Regions from separate parts of the Sus scrofa genome. Here all the other regions are linked to region 3. A link is a contact called in public Hi-C and HiChIP or PLAC-seq data. All regions are on one chromosome and are shown on one strand. The core of a region is the stretch at or near the end of the contact, and the rest is flanking DNA. Distances in the headings are between cores, read along the strand shown. Region 1 has its middle 270 kb from the start of TBC1D4. Region 2 overlaps KLF12 (Kruppel like factor 12). Region 3 overlaps LOC110255761 (a long non-coding RNA gene).

What was found. Hi-C and Micro-C count contacts between places; a contact is called where the count stands out from the background. HiChIP or PLAC-seq counts read pairs in DNA pulled down with a chosen protein or histone mark.
Region 1: a contact with region 3 is called in a Hi-C map of embryonic fibroblasts, with 2.8 times the contacts expected there. The contact joins two enhancer-like sites. A contact is called at or near these places in 4 of 47 Hi-C or Micro-C datasets (embryonic fibroblasts, fetal heart ventricle, fetal skeletal muscle and 1 more) and 1 of 2 datasets of contacts at active chromatin or transcription factors (skeletal muscle).
Region 2: an H3K27ac HiChIP or PLAC-seq map of skeletal muscle shows a contact between it and region 3, with 5 times the contacts expected there. The contact joins two enhancer-like sites. A contact is called at or near these places in 1 of 47 Hi-C or Micro-C datasets (alveolar macrophages) and 1 of 2 datasets of contacts at active chromatin or transcription factors (skeletal muscle).

What each region holds. Positions count from the first base shown.
Region 1 is chr11:47,488,763-47,491,462 of Sscrofa11.1, reverse strand. No RefSeq gene overlaps it. Among named protein-coding and RNA genes, the nearest start is that of TBC1D4, 270 kb to the left of the region's middle. Within about 2 kb of position 1,257, at least 10 of the 83 cell types and tissues checked have an H3K27ac peak or open chromatin away from gene starts, as enhancers often do. A contact at or near this core is called in embryonic fibroblasts and fetal skeletal muscle, where this site is marked.
Region 2 is chr11:46,070,139-46,072,838 of Sscrofa11.1, reverse strand. All of the region lies in intron 4 of KLF12 (Kruppel like factor 12), which reads left to right. Among named protein-coding and RNA genes, the nearest start is that of KLF12, 240 kb to the left of the region's middle. Within about 2 kb of position 1,393, at least 37 of the 83 cell types and tissues checked have an H3K27ac peak or open chromatin away from gene starts, as enhancers often do. A contact at or near this core is called in skeletal muscle, where this site is marked.
Region 3 is chr11:46,635,451-46,638,150 of Sscrofa11.1, reverse strand. All of the region lies in intron 1 of LOC110255761 (a long non-coding RNA gene), which reads right to left. It also overlaps a transcript of KLF12 not described here. Among named protein-coding and RNA genes, the nearest start is that of KLF12, 330 kb to the right of the region's middle. Within about 2 kb of position 1,405, at least 30 of the 83 cell types and tissues checked have an H3K27ac peak or open chromatin away from gene starts, as enhancers often do. A contact at or near this core is called in embryonic fibroblasts, fetal skeletal muscle and skeletal muscle, where this site is marked.

The DNA of each region.
Region 1 (2,700 bases), core at 8-2,507, 850 kb before region 3:
AGCATTGTAATAAGGTGAGGAACCCAATCAGGAACCCCTAACGTAATGAAAGCTGGCCCGGCCATTCCAGGATTTATGGAAAGCGAATAGCGCTGTCGGAAAAATCAGCTTAACAAATCAGTGTTGCTGTTCTTGTATTTCTTGCTTTCATACCCTCTCCTCCCTAAACAACCTTCTTTTTGTGTTACGCCCTCACAGGGTCACAGGATCATATGGGTTAAATGTAAAGGATAAGACAGGGTAGATGTAAAGCCTTGTCAGGATTGGAAATTATTTGAACTCCCTGCATTTTGAGGACATATTGCAGAGTTGCTACCCAGAGCTCCCCCTGAGCCCAGGCAGATGACAAGGCAGGACCCATGCCAGGCTGCTTTGGGAAGCTGTGAGTTTTGTGGTTCGTTCGCTGAACGTTTTTTTCAGTGACTAACGGTTTAAGCATGCCTCGGCAAGCTCCCGTTTAATTTTTCAAAATAGTAGTCCAAAACCAGGCCAATCATATGTTTCTTTTTCAAAGTTTTTTTTTTTTTTTAGCCGTGGGACACAATTAGAATTTGCTGCTGCTTCGAATTGCAGCAACTATGCAGCCAATGAGGAGAATGAGGCAGACCTGTACACACCAACAGGGAAGGGCCCAAAAGATGTATCCTTAAGTGAAAAAAGCAACAAGTAGAACAATTTGTTTAGGAAAAATCTGTTGTTTACAGTCATTATAAAGAAAAACGAGCAGAAGCACATACAGCAAACTCTAAATGCGGTTACCTTTGGGGAGAGAAGAGGAGTGAGTGAGGGGTGACAAGTGGCCTTGACCATTTCACTCTTTATACTTGAATCTTTTTTGCTGTGCTATATTAATGAACTATTTCTGTAATAAAGTAGTTTTTAAAGGATGACTCTTAATAGGATCACTCTGGACGTGAGGCTTTATGCGCACTGAGAAAAACACCTCTTTTTATCCTCTGCTTTGTGTCAGAGTGTATACATAATATGTTTGTCGCTATGTCATTTGCCGTAACGCAGCTAAGAAGAGGTTAAGCCATCTAGATCGTTTTTAAGCGCCTGGATTCTTGCAATCAAGGCAATCAAAATCCGCTTCCACCTTAGCCCTCTGCCACCATTCATCAAATAGGTCTTGTTCTGCTGGGCAGACAGTCTTGTTTCACAAGCAGGAAAAATACCCAGCTGCAAATGGTTTGCACAGAGCTGGGGAGAAGTCTACAGAGGATTCCAGGAGAAGGAGGTCAGCGGTGTCCCGCTCTGGCTCTGGGCGCGTGTGTGCTTTCTTTTCCTGGAGCGAAACCTCTGAATCGCCGGAAGTCCCGGAGATGAATGAAAGCTGTCCTGGCACGCAGAGTGGGCTTTAGAGATGAGGGTTAACCGAATGCTAACGGGGGAGAAAGAAGCATCGGGGGTTCTGGCTGAAGGAACGGGAAGCGGCATTCCAAAGGAGCCAGCCTGGCCTGACCACCTTTCTGATTTCATTTGTGTTTCTGAGCTCCCCCCGAACAACGTCTCACTTTCCTTCAGTGTCTGTTACCAGATCACATCTTCAGAAGGTTGGGGGAGTTCCCTGCTGTCCTTGGTGGGGGGGTTCTTGGTGAGCACAGGAGATCCCTTCTCTTTCTCTCTCTCTTTTTTGATTTCTTCCCAGTCTCCCACTGTTCTTCAGTCGAAGCTTTCTGCACTATCTCCAGCAGGCATATTAGGGTTATAAAGCATCATGAAACATAAATCAACTCTACTTATATAAAAAAAACAAAACTGAAAAAAGAGTCATAAAACAGGGACATAGAGCTCCGTAGTCCTTTAATTTTCCTGGGAAACAGTAAAGCTGATGACGTGGTCAGTATCTAACTGAATCTTTTGTTTTTGTTTGTTTTTCCCTCCCTGAATATTATTCGGAGCGTCACACTCTTGACCAGCTGGTTCCCTGGTGCAGGTGGGAATAAGAACTGGTGGAGAGGAGTTCCTGTGGGAGCTCAGCGGTAAACCCAACTAGCATCCATGAGGACTCAGGTTCGATCCCTGGCTCTGCTCAGTGGGTTAAGGACCTGGCATTGCTGTGAGCTGTGGTGTAGGTCGCAGATGTGGCTCAGATCCTGCATGGCTGTGGCTGTGGCCCTAGCCTGGGAACTTCCAGATGCCACCGGTAAGGCCCTAAAAAGATTTAAAAAAGAAAAAAAAAAAAAACTGATGAGAAATTTGGGAAGGAAGTGGAGGAAGTCACTCCTCCATGAGGCTAGCCTCCTTTTGAATGGTGGGCTTACTTTTTTCCTTGCGGAGTCCTATCAGGGGCCATGCGAGTATGAAGTGAAAGGAATATTAAAAGTGTGCTTGCTATTAGGAACTGAAAACAGGCATGAACCATTATTCTCCCACATGTGTCTTTACCCAAGTGCTTATAAAGTTCTCAGTTTCACACCTAAAAGGAGATGTTAAACTCGAATAAGGTACAACATGAAAAGTATCGTTCAAGGAGTTGGGATATGAAATCCAACGTGAACAGCTAAGGAAGTAGAGTTATTTGAAGCACCTACAGACTGTCATTATTCGCAGGGCTGGAGAGAGAGTAGTGGATTTCTTGGGGGGCCTGCCCAGACCATGTTCTCTTTCTTTAAGGACAGATACCCCTCTGCCCACTACTGGCTGTCAGCCCTGTGTGCCTGCTGTAACCCCTCCCTTCTCTCCCTGCAGCACCAAGTG
Region 2 (2,700 bases), core at 144-2,643, 570 kb after region 3:
TAAAACTAGGGGGGAGGGTAGCTGAAATGCAAACCTTTATGGTCTGTTTTACTGGGTAAAGTGAGCTCCAGGTTATCAATTTCCTCACTTTGGAAAGGGCAAAAAGCTTTCTTGTTTTACCATCTTAATTTAAGAAGGCTTATAATAAGTATTTGGTCATACAGAGACAATCAGGAATTCGTTGAAGACTGTTCAACTGTTACAGAAATTATCTACTTACAGTATTTGATCTATGGATCAATGAAGTTTTGCTAAAAGATACCATTACCTAGAGAATGTTGTAATTATAAGTTCAACAGACCCATTTTTTTCCATTGATATATGCAATAAGAAACATCAATAAGTGAATACTTCTCTATCATTGAACTTCACCTGGTGGAATTATCTTGATGAATAGAAATAGGGATAAGGAGGAAGTAATATGAGATAAACATTTAAAGGAAACAGAGTGAATTAAAGAACTGTGAGTATTTGGACTGTTACACCTTAACATTGTATTTAGGCACCAGGATTCTGAAATCCCTGGGTTGGTGGGGGGCGGGGTGTAGGGAAGGTTCAAGAAGATTTCCTGCATTTTCCCTTAGGTCAGGGGAGTTTTACTGGGGAAGACATTTTGGGGCTCACCATTCCATTTTGATGATTGTTTTTCAAGCAGACAGAGAAAAAGAAGAGAAGAAAGAAAGGAATCTTGCTACCTTGTGTATAATTCTTTGGCATTTTTCTTGCATGTTTGTTTGCGCACTCTCTCTCTCTCCAGTTGGGGGGACTGGAATATGAGCTGGCTTTCATTTCTAGCTGAGTCTGTCATTTCCGCTAGGCCCCAGGTTGGCCAGATGCCAAGACCAACAGGTGATCCTTGTAGCTGCAAAACAGCAGGAAGTGGGCCGAGCTTGAATGAGACAGTTCACCAGAGGGGCTGTCTGGCCTCTCTCCATCTTTCTGCATAATTAACATCCCCTCCCCCATATGGAGCAGAAAACCTGTGCTGAGCAGCTCAGCTGCAGCAGCCACTGAGCAGCACTGTGAGGAAAAGAATGTTAATAAGGGATGTTGGAAGAAATAAGCCTTCCGAGTGCAAAGTGCAGTCTGGCTCTGGGTTCACAGAAAGACTGCCGTTGGCTCTTCTGAGGGGCTAGAACTGTATTAGCTGTTTTGAAAGGATTTTCCCTCACTGAACAACTGCGAAGACCTAGGATGCTAATAAACCTTGGGGCTGGTGGTTCCGACTGGACTTGAAGAGCCCTTTAAAATCCCTGTTTTCTTTCTTGTCTTGAACATAAGAATGTCTGAGACACGAAGAGTAAAAGCAACAGGAGCTTAAAGCCTGCCTAGATCTCACGAACCCTGGTAGAGACGGAACAAAGCAGGAAGTTGGCCACGAGAACAGGAAGTAGAGTAAATTGTGTTGCCAGTAAGTGATCTGCAAAAAAGTGGAGGTTCATGGAGAGTCAAGGTAGTTCCTGCTTAGAAGATACTGGCGGTTCCTAGAAATTTAAGCTATTACCAGTGGGTGACTCCAACCCTGGAAGCTTGTAAAGCAATGTAGTCTTTGCTACCTTTTCCCCGTGGTTTAGCTAAAGTTTTGAATTGATTGCATCTCCCTTCCGGCTCAGAGCATCACATATAGAAGCTCTTTCTCCTGGAAATACCTATTCATCTATCCTTTCTCCCCCATCCCCCGTGCTTCTGTGCCTGGACATCTGAATGAAGCTATTGAAGTAAGGGAGAACTTTTTTTTTTCTTCTACCCTCTAAGGTTTAGTGTCTGAGGGCCTGCAAATTAAACTGACAAAAGATAGATTAGCAAGAGGAAAAAAACAGATTGTTTACACAAAAACATGTATACATGCATGTACTCAGTGGTGAGTAACTCAAAGGGGTGGTTAGAATGTGGAGTTTATAGGAGTCCCTTGGTGGCTCAGTGGATTATGGATCTGGCATTGTCACTGCTGCAGCTCTGGTTACTGATGTGGCATGGGTTCAATCCCTGGCCCCAGAATTTCTTCATGGTGTGGACTTGGCTTAAAAAAACTGAATTTGGGAGTTCCCATCGTGGCACAGTGGTTAACAAATCCGACTAGGAACCATGAGATGTCGAGTTTGGTCCCTGGTCTTGCTCAGTGGATTAAGGATCCGGCGTTGCCGTGAGCTGTGGTGTAGGTTGCAGACTCGGTTTGGATCTGTTGTTGTGGTTCAGGCAGAGGCTGGCGGCTACAGCTCTGATTGGACCCCTAGCCTGGGACCCTCCATATGCCACAAGAAGTGGCCCTAGAAAAGGCAAAAAGACAAAAAGACCAAAAAAAAAAAAAAAAAAAAAACTGAATTTGGAGCTTATATACCATCTTAACAGAGGTAATAAATGGTGGAGAAATACTTGTCAAAAGGAAAGAGGGCCTGGGGTTCTAGGGGAGCAAATTTTCGAAAGGTAACTAGGAAGTGTAGGGGGGAAACTAATGGAAAATAAGGGTGGTTTATGCCAACTCATCTCTGTACCATTTCTGGTGATGAGTTGTGCTTTGATCTCCTCCTCTTCCTGGTATGGGAGGGCGAACACCTTTACAAATGAAAATATCCTTAGCAAAACTTAAGTTTATGCCCTGCTGTTAGGTATATAAAGGGAACGTAGAGGCGTTCCCTGGTGGTGCAGCGGGTTAAGGATCCAGCGTTGTCACTGTGGTGCTGTGGATTCGATCCCTGGTCT
Region 3 (2,700 bases), core at 156-2,655:
CTGTGAAGACATTTCCATTTCAAAAATATTTGATATTAAGGACTGAATTTGAGAGATGGATGTTCAAAATATTTGGTAGTCTCTACTTCTTCCTATTGCTCATTTGTGCACCTGCTTTGCTAAATTTATCTCACAATATGTATAGCCACTCAAGGAGGTCTCTTCTGTGTGTCCCCATCCTTCTCCATCTCATTCCCCCAACAAGAACTCCTGTTCCTCTTGTTCTCGGGACACAGTCCCTCTCTTCCCACTAAAATCTGACTGTTTCTTTTATGCCCTGCCCGTCTCACTGGTGTGCTTAATGCGCCACCCTGCCTGTGTGATGAATTAACCTTCCTTACATACATTCTGCTTCAACCACTGGCCATGGAGGCTTGACTTTGTCTTCTATGTCTCTGAGGATCTGAATTTGCCCACTCATAGATTTCTGAGAGTTTTTGGGCAACAGCTTTAATTTCTGGTCTCCCAACCACCCTTGTACCTCCTGTTGACCGGAATATTTCTTTCAGTCTTTCAGTTAGTTGAATAATTCCTAATTCCTACAAAGCTGATTTATCAAACCATCACCTTCACTACCAAGTAGTGTACTTTTCAAACCTGTTTGCAGGAGTTTCCTCAGAAAAGCCCTAGAAATCTGAGGGCCCTGAGACACATTTTTAATGACACAGAAACCTACTTGATTTTAAAAAATAAAATCCACTTAGGACAAAAATAAACCAGGCAGGTTTCCCTTCCTGCAATATCTTCTCTCCTTGAAACTGTTACGTTTCAGAGCTAGTTTGTTTTAGGAAGCTCTGTTCTGTGGAGCAATAAGTTGTTGTAAGACAAACAGAATAATTTTGTTTTCCATTAGGTCAGTGGTGACAACATTAAGCTTAGCAAGACCATTTTTTGGCCAAGCTTGTAGCATGCAGAAGTTCCCCTGCCAGGGATTGAACCTGGGCCACAGCAGTGACCTGATTCACAGCAATGACAACACTGATCCTCAGCCTCTAGACTACCAGGGAACTCCTCGCAGGACCTTTCTACGAGCACTTCAATTAAAGTTCTGCTCATGTAGTTTTTGCTTTTTTTTTTTTTTTTTTTTTTTTTTTTTAAAGCAAAAAGTAGACTTTTCTTAAGCTGCTTTTACCCTGCAAATGGCCCTGATATCAGAAGTCCACTGGCAGGGTAAAATCAGGTATAAATTATAAAAGGGTTTTATTTGTTTTCAGGAGGACAGTGTTAAATACTCTATATTATCCCCCAGTTTGTTGAAGTGCAGAAGCTGAAAAACAATCTGGGCTTGGAAAGAAACTGCAGTGTCTGAAACTCTCCAGAAGCACTCAGAATGACAGGACCCTTAGCCAATAAAATGTGAGATTCAAGGAACACATTGTCACAACTCAGCGAATAATAAGGAGCAGGTATAAGTATGACATCACTGAAACACATTCCCATTGGCGGTTCCTCTGTGTGCTGGTTACTGTTCTATTTGTGGAAGCAGCAGCCTTATTCAAATTAACCTTTTCAGGCAGAGGGGAGGAGGGAGGTGGTGAGAAATATGCTGCAGTCTTTCCCCTGAAGGTGACGTGCTCTCAAATTCACTTTACATTGCCTTTGAGCAGGCAAAATAAAAATAAATTCAGCTGCGGCAGTGTTTCACAGGGATAATAGCTGCTTGAATTAGATCAGGTCAGTGAAAAGGAATGGGATAGAGGCTGTGGCAGAGTGAAAACAAATTTCTGAATTTTTCTCTTTGCTTTTATTCCTTCCCGCCTTATTATTTCTCCGTGTCTCTTTCCTGGACCTGATCGCTGCATAGACTAAACTTGATATCCCCCCAGTCAGCCATTCGAGGGAAGGATTTCTTTGAATACTCATACCTCCAGCCTGTGATGTCTAGCAGACAGGTCCGATGAACGGATGGTTGCCTGACATGGTAGAAATACTCAGGAGTATGAAGCTGATGAGATAATTTAATCACATTTACTGTCGTCTGTGAGCAACTGTCACTTTCCATCCTGTTTCTGTTACATAACATAGGGCCTCCAGCTACATCACTGATACACAGGAGCGCCCACTCTGTGTTTAACTCCTAGGGCTTTGCTTTCACTTCGGAGAGCCTAGATGTGGGGGCAGTCCCCATGTCTAGTCCCCATCCGGATGGGCTTCCAGAACTTGGCACAACTTTGCACAAATAAAATGCTTTGGGTCTTTGGCCTTATTTCTTTTACATCTTCAAAAAGGATTTCACTCTCTCTTGTCACTGACAAAGATCACTCAGGATACAAACCGTCTAAAACGGTAAACCCTGCTTTCGAGTCCATGTCCTTAAGTAATTTCTTCTTTCTGATATTTCTGTTTTCTTTCCATCCCTTGTCATCTCTTCCTTCCTACCTCAGAATGCCTCTACACAGCATTCCTGTTGTGGCTCAGTGGGTTAAGAACCCAACTAGTATCCATGAGGATGAGGGTTCGATCCCTGGCCTTGCTCGGTGGGTTAAGGATCCGGCGTTGCCTTGAGGCTGTGGTGTAGGTCACAGATGTGGCTCAGATCCGGTGTTGCTGTGACGGTGGCGTAGGCCGGCAGCTGCAGCTCTGATTCAGTCCCTAGCCTGGAAACTTCTATATGCTGAAGGTGTGGCCCTGTGAAGGAAAAACACAAAAATTAAATGCCTCTACTTGACAAATTTTAAAATGCAAGTGAAAAAGTTTCCA